Regions from separate parts of the Mus musculus genome. Here regions 1 and 2 are each linked to region 3. A link is a contact called in public Micro-C and promoter capture Hi-C data. All regions are on one chromosome and are shown on one strand. The core of a region is the stretch at or near the end of the contact, and the rest is flanking DNA. Distances in the headings are between cores, read along the strand shown. Region 1 holds the start of Ppp1r13b (protein phosphatase 1, regulatory subunit 13B). Region 2 holds the start of 5033406O09Rik (RIKEN cDNA 5033406O09 gene). Region 3 holds the start of Tnfaip2 (tumor necrosis factor, alpha-induced protein 2).

Region 1 (2,700 bases), core at 148-2,647, 470 kb before region 3:
AAACTGCTCGAAGTATTCATACATCACACCTGAGAGAGAGGTACTATTATCCTACCACATCCTATGACAGATATGAGCTCGCTGAAGATCACACAGCGAGGGTGTGTCAGCAGTGGTGTGGAACCAAGTCTGTTCAACTGGAAAGTCCACGCTCTCAATCACTAACCCCCATGGCCTCTTAAGCTCAGGTGTGGCTGCCCATAAGGGGGCTGGTGTAACTCTGGCCTCCTCCCTCTCTCTGCCCCGACTTAGCAGCAGCCTCCCGCCACTCAGAGAACCAGACAGGCTATAAACTGCCCCTGATCAACATCTGCTGCCCTCTCCAGGGGTTGGGTACTTCCCAAGGTGATCTACCCTTTCTGTGTTTGGGGTCATCCAGCTGTCTTCATGTTTCTGGAATCTCATGGAAGTTTAAGCCCGGTGCAGCTCATCAGCCGTTGTGTCTCATCTGTCAGAGTTCAGGCAAATGGCACAATGTGGAGTACTCAGAAAGGGTGCCTGCCCACCCGGCAGCCTCTGCTGAGGGTCTGCTCTGGGGCCTGCTCTACCCTCTGTCACTCAGGCTCCCTAGTTGGAGGGAAAAATGACACAGGAGACAGCATTCTAAGGACAGACCTGGACCCTGAAGGTACAGATTGGACTCTGCCCTGGGACGTTCCAGCTGGATCTCCAAGGATACTGACACAGGTGGGGATGGGTCCTTCGGTCTTGGGATGGATCGTGTGAAGGGCTGAGGCTGAGAGCCTGTATGTCCTGTCCAGGAAGGCTTCAATGGCTCAGCCCGCGGTGGAAGCGGGGGCAGAGTCCCAGGTCTCTGGGGCCCGGGACACTGAGCGGTATGCAATCGGCTGATGCAGACACATCGGGGACACCCTGTGCCCGCCTGATAGGATCCGGCCTGTAGCCTCGCATAGCGCTGGACACCTAGGGTATATGTTACGGTCAGAGTTGGTCTGTGGCCAGCTCGCCACTGGCCTCTCGGACCTGAGAGGTTCGAGTCTCCACCGGTCGCGACTGTGGGCCGGACCCAGCCGCCCTTTCCTCTCTGTCCTTTGCTTCCTATTCGTCCGAGGTGACCCTGAGCCGAAGTCTCGCAGACACAAGGTTCGGAGGTCCCTGGGCGCCCCAACGCCCCCTTTGCTGGTATGCAGGAGGAGGGGCGGGGTCGGCGTCCGCAGCGCGCCCCTCCCCCGCCGCCGAGAGCGCAGACGCGCACGAGCGCGCTCTCACCTGGCCGCGGCGGAGAAGCCCCGCCCTCTTATCCCGCCTACCCCCACCGGACCAATCATAGGTGGCGTAGGCGGGTGGGGGAGCGACGCGTGGGGCGGGGCCTCCGCAGCCTGCGGGGTGAGCCGAGTGGGTGGCGGAAGGCGGCCGGCTTCGGCAGAGGCGGTGGCGGCGGCTGAGGGACGGCGACGCGGCACGCGGGGCGGCGCGACAGGACGAGCGAGGGCTGCGCGGCTCTCCGCAGCTGCCGCCTCGCCGCAGCCGGGCCGCAGGGCGCCGCAGCGGGTGCGAGGCCTGTGAGGCGGCCGGAGCGGCGTCCTGTCAGGCGGCGCGGGCGCGGCGGACGGCGCCGCGATGATGCCGGTGGGTGCGGGCGGCGGCGCCTCGTTCCCCGGCCCCCGCGCGAGGCGGGCCCGGCAGGGAGGAAGCGGCGGGCGGGCGTGCAGGGCGAGCGAGCGCAGGGGCAGGTGGGGGCGGCGGCTGTCAGCGGGCGGGCGAGAGAGCGAGCGTGGGCGGGGTCGCCGACAGGGCGAGCGGCCTCCGCAGGGCTGCGGGCTGCGCGGGGCTGCGGCGTGTACGGCCCCTCCCGGCCAGCGACCGGTGCCTCGATTTCCTCGGCGAGGGCACCCGGGTGCGGTGTTCGCACGCTCGGAATATGTGTTTCCCCTGCACTGGGAGGAACGCATGCCGTGCGTGGATTCAGAGAGCCATCTTAGGAATCCCCTTGCCGAGGCTTCTCCGTGGGTACATTTGCTCCACCTGGCGTGATGTCCCTATGTCCTTAAGGTTGAGCCGGTTGTGTGTCACTCGAGCCTTTGTCCTGCTCTTAAGGATGCTTTTGGCCAGGAAGACCTTCGTTTTGGGGGTTGCCACCTTCTTTGCCTTTTCCTTTACCTGCGTGCGGTACAAGCAGCAGTGGATGCTGAATTCTCTCCTTTTTTAAATAGGCTTTTTGTGAAGTGTATACGTCGTAATTAATGGGAAAAAACGTGACATAGATTGTACCCAGTTGGGCGTGTTGTTTTTAGAGTGTCTATTGAGTAAAAAAATCTCAGACTAATAAAATAACACACAATCTATTTTTTTTTTTTTGTTCGCTTGTTTTAGAAGTGCTGGGGGTCAAACCTGGGCTTTGCAGGACTAGGCCAGTGTTTCTATCACTGAGTTTATATATCCCAGATCCACAGAAAAAAAAAATTGAAGCCTACGTGGAAAGATCACGTTTCAGAGGGGAAATATGTCTCTGCATTTTTACTTGAATACTGTCGTTCTGCTATGCTGCACCCAAGCTCATTAGTTTACAAACCACCACCCCTTCAAATAATTTCCTGTTTCTTGATAATCTCTTCTCCCTCCTTTTGAACTGATTCCAACCCCTGGTGTTGGTGGAGTTTTAAGATTTAACCTACTTGATCCTTAAATCCTTTGGTGTTAGGCTTGTTGAATGCTAAGCATGTTTTTAAACGATTGCCT
Region 2 (2,700 bases), core at 42-2,541, 500 kb before region 3:
AACCAGAGTTGAGCAAACAAGTTCCAGGGGATATGAGGGAGGGGGACCTGGTGAAAGCCTGGCAGTGTCCGCGGGCACCTTTCCGTGGAGTTCTCAGACATGTCGCTATTGCACCCTGCTCTGTGCCTGCATGCTCCTCTGTGTTCAGAGAAGTGAGGAGGAAGAGGAGGATGCCCTCTGGGCTGAAGAGGAGTAGCTAGGGGTGCCACTTAGTGGAGCTTGGTATGAGGGCTGCCCCGAGGCCTGACCTGCTTCCATGGCTGGGGCATATCAAGGACAGCACGGGAAGCGGGCTTAGCCTTTACTTCTGGCAGGGGCAGCCTCCTACAGCCTCGCAGTGGGTGAGGACCCCATCCAAGGACGGTATGCAGGGACTGAGTGCCCCCTCAGTCTCTCCCTCAAGGCCCACGTGCAAGCCATCAGGAGTCTTCCCCCCAGGGTTCATTCAGCTTTGGGATACATCAGGTCTCCAGAGCGACCTGGAAGAGTGCCTGGCCCTCACTCCCACCCCTACATCCCACACAGGAAGCATCTGGGGAAACAAGATAAGCAGCATGCCGGGTGGTCACAGCAGCTGGGGGTGGGGTGGGGGGAGGGCAGGCCGGCTGGGTCAGCAGCTCTCTTGTCCAGCTCTTACCCAGACCTACCCTACAGTTCACACCGAGCGAGGCTCCCCAGAAGTGTGTCGTGGATGGTCTTCAGGTGGGGAAGGACTGGGGTTCATGGCATTTCTCTCTACCAGGGTCTTAGTTGAGCTGTGATTTTAGTAAATTATGATTGGGCAAGTCATCCCATCATGAGGTGGCACCAACAACAACATCGCCCACACACACTGGTGCCTAAAGGACTTTATCACTCGGCCACATCACCTCTATAACCAAAAAAATAACAAGGCACTTCAAAACCAATAAAGTGACAGTCCCCAAGCCCAGCGGGCTGCAGATGATATCTTATCAGGGCAGAGTTGAACTCCCATTCGGGTCAGGGTCCAGAGGCTCCAGGCTACCAGCCTCACAAGGGTTGTGACCTTGGTGACCAGTCTCATGGGCCTCCAGGGAGGCTACCTGGTGACTCAGCCTCTTCCTACAGCCCTGTAAATAGCCAGAGTCCATCCACACGGAGGCTGTGTGAAACTGCCTCCACCAGGAAGGGAAGTTTTAACTGGCCCAGAACCCCACAAAGCCCCAAAGCAGACACCACCAACTGCTCAGTGAGGCCTTTCCTGAGGGCGGTCCCAGGCACGGCCCCGCCCCCTAGCCGCCCAGGCCCCGCCTGCCAGCTCTGAACCACACACTGTGTCCTACTAGACTAGACAAGGCCCTCACTCAGCTATTCCCAGCCAGCCACGGTGCTCAGGGTAGACCGCAGCACGCATGGTGGACAGAGGGACAGAGGATGAACGGAGAAGCACAGGGCTGGCTGCTGGGGACCTGGCAGATGCTTCCTATCCCTGCTGGCTGGTGACATCACCGCTGTGACGTCACACTCTGGCTTCCTGGGCTTTGGGAGTGCTGGTTCTGGTGATAACCACTTCCTGCTCCCGGCCAGGGTGACTCAGGACTTCCTTCTGCTCCCGGAGTCATCACTGAGCCTGGCTCTCCTGTATCCTCATCTAGGTAGGGCTGGGGGAGGAGGGACTCGTGGGTCCCTGAAAGCGGGATGAGCATGGCCAGGGCCAGTCTGTGGCATCTGTTGCTGTCTCCTAGGGAGACCTTCTTTCTGCAGAGTGGGGCCTCCACAGTCTGCACAGCTCGGCTCCCCATTCTCTCGTGAAGGTAGGCCAGGAACTGGGTTTCCTAATGAGTGACCAGGAAAACGGAACTTTCAAGGGGCGTGTCTGTTTAATGAGGAATCAGCCTGAATGGAAGCCAACCCAGTGCCTTTCCAGGTAGGCAGGCCAAGGCCAGAGGAAGGAAAGCTGGGTCTCTGTTGGAGCAGGAGGGCAATATGGCTTAGGCTTGGGGAGAGAACACAGGTGCCACCGTAGCCACAGTGTCCATGAGCCCCATCCCCCACCATGCTGGCCAAAAAGAAACAATTGATGAACAGAAGGGAGGAAAGATGCCTCCAGCAAAATCAGGCAGGAGGAGACCAGAGCTGTCATTGCGCTCTCTGTCCCCAGCAGGCCGAGCTCGCACTGTCATGGGGTGGAGGAGGCTCAAGCCGCCCTAATTAGAATATCAGTTAGACCCTGCTTTTCCTGACCTGCTGCTTCGAAAGCTAATTCTTTGTGCTTCCACAAGGCAGGCCCTACAGGGACAGAGGGGCTTAGGAGGCACAGCCAGAGGGCTCAGGCTCTCAAAACCCAGGTCTGCCTTGCAGGGCCAGTTTTGGGCCTTTAGTCTGGGATGGACAGACGGCTGGCCATCCTCATGAATCGCCATGGTGCCCAGTCTGGACGGTCCATGCGGCCCAGAGCAGAGGGAAGGGGGCTCAGCAGTGATGAAGATGGCTACAGGAATGTGCAGGCCCAGCCTCCTGTGGTGGGGAGTCCAGAGCTGCTCAGACTGACTGGAATTCCTGTTGCTCATGCACGCTTCTGGCTTCTTTTTCGGTTCTAGGTACAAGCTGTTGTCATGAAGCCTGGAGTTTTTCCGAGATGCCAGAGGCAGCAGCGCAGTGCTCTTGTTTCTCATCTAAACCTGTCCCTTTCTCAGAACAGAGCCCGCGTGTGTGATTCCTTCGTGGTCCCAGAGCGGG
Region 3 (2,700 bases), core at 37-2,536:
TGCCCCATCCTTCAAGGATAAAAACCCCAAGCTGTAGCTTCATTTCTTCAAAATGACCTGGCGTGATCCAGGAACAGCTCCCGGTAAGGCAAGTGGGAAGACCCACCATCACGAAGGAGAACCCCGGAAACTGCGGAGGGGAGGTGCTTGCCCAAACACAACACACTTTAAGGGCCCTTTCCCACACCATCTCCGCCTCCACCAGCTCAACTGCCCAGGTTCGGGATAGATTCCTGAGGGGCTTATCTCATAACTGGGGCATGGGTAAAGCACCCTGATTGGACAGAAAGCCTGGGCTCCTCTACCCCAGCTCTTATCATCCTCACCAGGTGCCCTGAGCAGAGAGAGCCCTCTCTCTCGTTAACCTCATGAGGCCTGAGATAGGGCCAGGCAGTTTTTAAAGCCTGTGCCAACCTATCCCACTCGCATGGCAAACACCCATAAGGGCTGGCCTGGCTGATGGAGCTGCTGACCTGAATGTCTGGCCCCAGTTGCCCTTCAGTGTCAGAGGCTATTGGTATAAAAGGGAGGAGCATCTGCGGGCTCAGCTACACTTCTCACCAGGATTAGGGCTAAACAACATTCTTCCTCAGTATGTCTCGGTTTTCCCGTTTGTAAAATGAGAACGAGCCCTCCCCTCACTCCTTTCTCAGTGCTGCTCAGAGGATGTGGCAAAATCAGAAGCCTGGCACTGGGTGGGCCTTAGAAAGCAAGTTCCCCTGTATCCCTGACTGCAGAGGGGAAAGGCAGCAGGAGTAATGAGATGCTGTTTAAAGCATCACCAAGCCGGGCCCGCAGAGGCACGAAGGGGTCTCAGAGACACATGGGAGGGCTGCATCTGGTGGCTGGATGGTGTCACCTCCCTCAATTCTAGACACCACAGAGAACCTCACTGATCTTGCAACTAACTTACTGACTCTTGCCCCACAAGAGATCATCCGGACAGGGAGTCCCGCGGGTGCTGGGACCTTCCTTTTGTAAACCCGAGACTCCCTCACTTTTGTCCCAGTCCCTACAACACTTAAGAAACTTTCGCTGCGCGCGGGGATTCCGGACCCTGGTGTGAGGGGCTCAGAGTAACGCCTGTAAGTCCCTAGCAGTGCGTATGCTGGAGGTCAAGGGACCTCGAAATATCCCGCCCGCGTCCCCTTGGCCACTCAGGGCCATTCCCCCGGCGAATCCTGTCCGACACTCTGTGTCAGGACTGGAAGGGAAGCTACGTAGAGCGGCAGGGACAGAGGCACAGCGGCAGAGGTCACTTACTGTGTCCAGGACAGGACGCCTTAGTCCCGACCCTGGAGGGGCCCTCCTAAAATAGTCGCAGGCTCCGCCCAGACTCTGCCTGCTCCACCAACCGCAACCGCGGAAAATCCGCTGGCGGACGCCTCGGCCCGGCGAGTCCAGTGTTGGGGGCGGGGCCGGGCCGGTAGAGAGAGGGGCGGGGTCACTTTGCTGTTCCCAATAGCCTGGAAAGAGTGGTCTTGATGTGCGTGCACAGGGAGCCACGAGTTCCGCTTAGCGGAGAGCTGTTGTCGCACCACGGTCTCTGATTGGCTACCTAGCAGGGGCGCACGCACAAAGCCTCTGTCCCGCGTCACACAGTCAGCACCTACTTAGGTCTGGGGAGTGCCCTCTTCCATCTCAACGCCTCTGCCAAGTGTTGTTACCGCTCTGAGCACCCCTGTGTCCTTGAAAGTCTGGAAGGAAAGCTTCCCGGAGGAGGTGTCCTAAGGCAGCTGGGCACACGACTGGTAGTGGGACCTCTCAAAACCTCTCATCACCAAGCCTTGAGTGATGGGGCCCATCTTCATCATTATCCTGAGGTTACACAGAAATGACAGACAGCCCTCACCTGAGCCTCCTTCTCCAGGGCTCCCAGTGACAAGATTTTCCAGGATGGGGCTGGGGGTGATCCTCAGCACTCCCTTCTGCGGGCCTTTTCTCGGGGGTCTTTTCTCGGGGGTCTTCCCACCTTGGGGAAGGTGGGGTTGTAGGCTAGTGTAGAAAGGGGAATTTCTGCCCTCTGGAAGATGGGCTCACTCAGGAATTTCCCTGCTAGACACCAGCTTCTTTTTTGCCTCTACTTGGAGCTCGGCTCCTCCCCATCTTTTGTTTGGGCCCTCTCTTCTTTCCCTGCCTGTCTAAGCACAGAGCTTTGAGGAAAGAGGGAAGGGCAGCTGAGTGGGTGGGTTATGTTAAGGGGTTGTCCCTGGAAACCCAGAACTTCCTCTTCCTCCTGGGGAGCAGTGGCCAAGTGCCAGGTTTAAGAAGACTCTCCTCCATCCTATACCATGGTAGGTTGTAGGAGGCAAGAACAGAAGGCTGCCGGGCGGGAGTGGTGCACACATTCAATCTCAGCACTTGGGAGGCAGAGCAGACAGATCTCTGAGTTTGAGGCCATCCTGGTCTACAGAGCAAGTTCCAGGTAGCCAGGGCTACGCAATGAGAGCCTGTCTCAAAACTCAAACCGCACGCTTCCTCTTCTCCCTGAGGTCCTAATGGGTGATATTTCTATTGAGCCTCCAGGGTCCAAGCTGGGTGTTGCCTCTGCTCCACAAGGGAAGACAAAGACCCTAGGACTGTACCCACAATCCCATCCAAATATAGAAAGAGGATGAGAACCCAGGCCTTCTACTTCCAGCCTTCTACCTCCTAGCGGCCTCTCGACACATCGTATGACCTCCCCAGAGTATCCAGCCT

Evidence for each region. Promoter capture Hi-C pulls out the DNA fragments that hold promoters and counts their contacts. Hi-C and Micro-C count contacts between places; a contact is called where the count stands out from the background.
Region 1: a contact with region 3 is called in a promoter capture Hi-C map of liver, with 3 times the contacts expected there. The contact joins the promoter of Ppp1r13b here to the promoter of Tnfaip2 in region 3. A contact is called at or near these places in 2 of 39 promoter capture datasets (both in liver).
Region 2: a contact with region 3 is called in a Micro-C map of the G1E-ER4 cell line. The contact joins the promoter of 5033406O09Rik here to the promoter of Tnfaip2 in region 3. A contact is called at or near these places in 2 of 484 Hi-C or Micro-C datasets (the G1E-ER4 cell line and the HL-1 cell line) and 1 of 115 datasets of contacts at active chromatin or transcription factors (pancreatic cancer cells).

The regions. Positions count from the first base shown.
Region 1 is chr12:111,906,752-111,909,451 of GRCm38.p6, reverse strand. It overlaps Ppp1r13b (protein phosphatase 1, regulatory subunit 13B), which reads left to right and starts at 1,397. Exons shown (of 17, transcript NM_011625.1): 1 at 1,397-1,590. The coding sequence starts at 1,582.
Region 2 is chr12:111,943,073-111,945,772 of GRCm38.p6, reverse strand. It overlaps 5033406O09Rik (RIKEN cDNA 5033406O09 gene), which reads left to right and starts at 1,291. Exons shown (of 3, transcript NR_029464.2): 1 at 1,291-1,616; 2 at 1,707-1,888; 3 at 2,562-2,700.
Region 3 is chr12:111,441,247-111,443,946 of GRCm38.p6, reverse strand. It overlaps Tnfaip2 (tumor necrosis factor, alpha-induced protein 2), which reads right to left and starts at 1,286. Exons shown (of 12, transcript NM_009396.2): 1 at 1,264-1,286.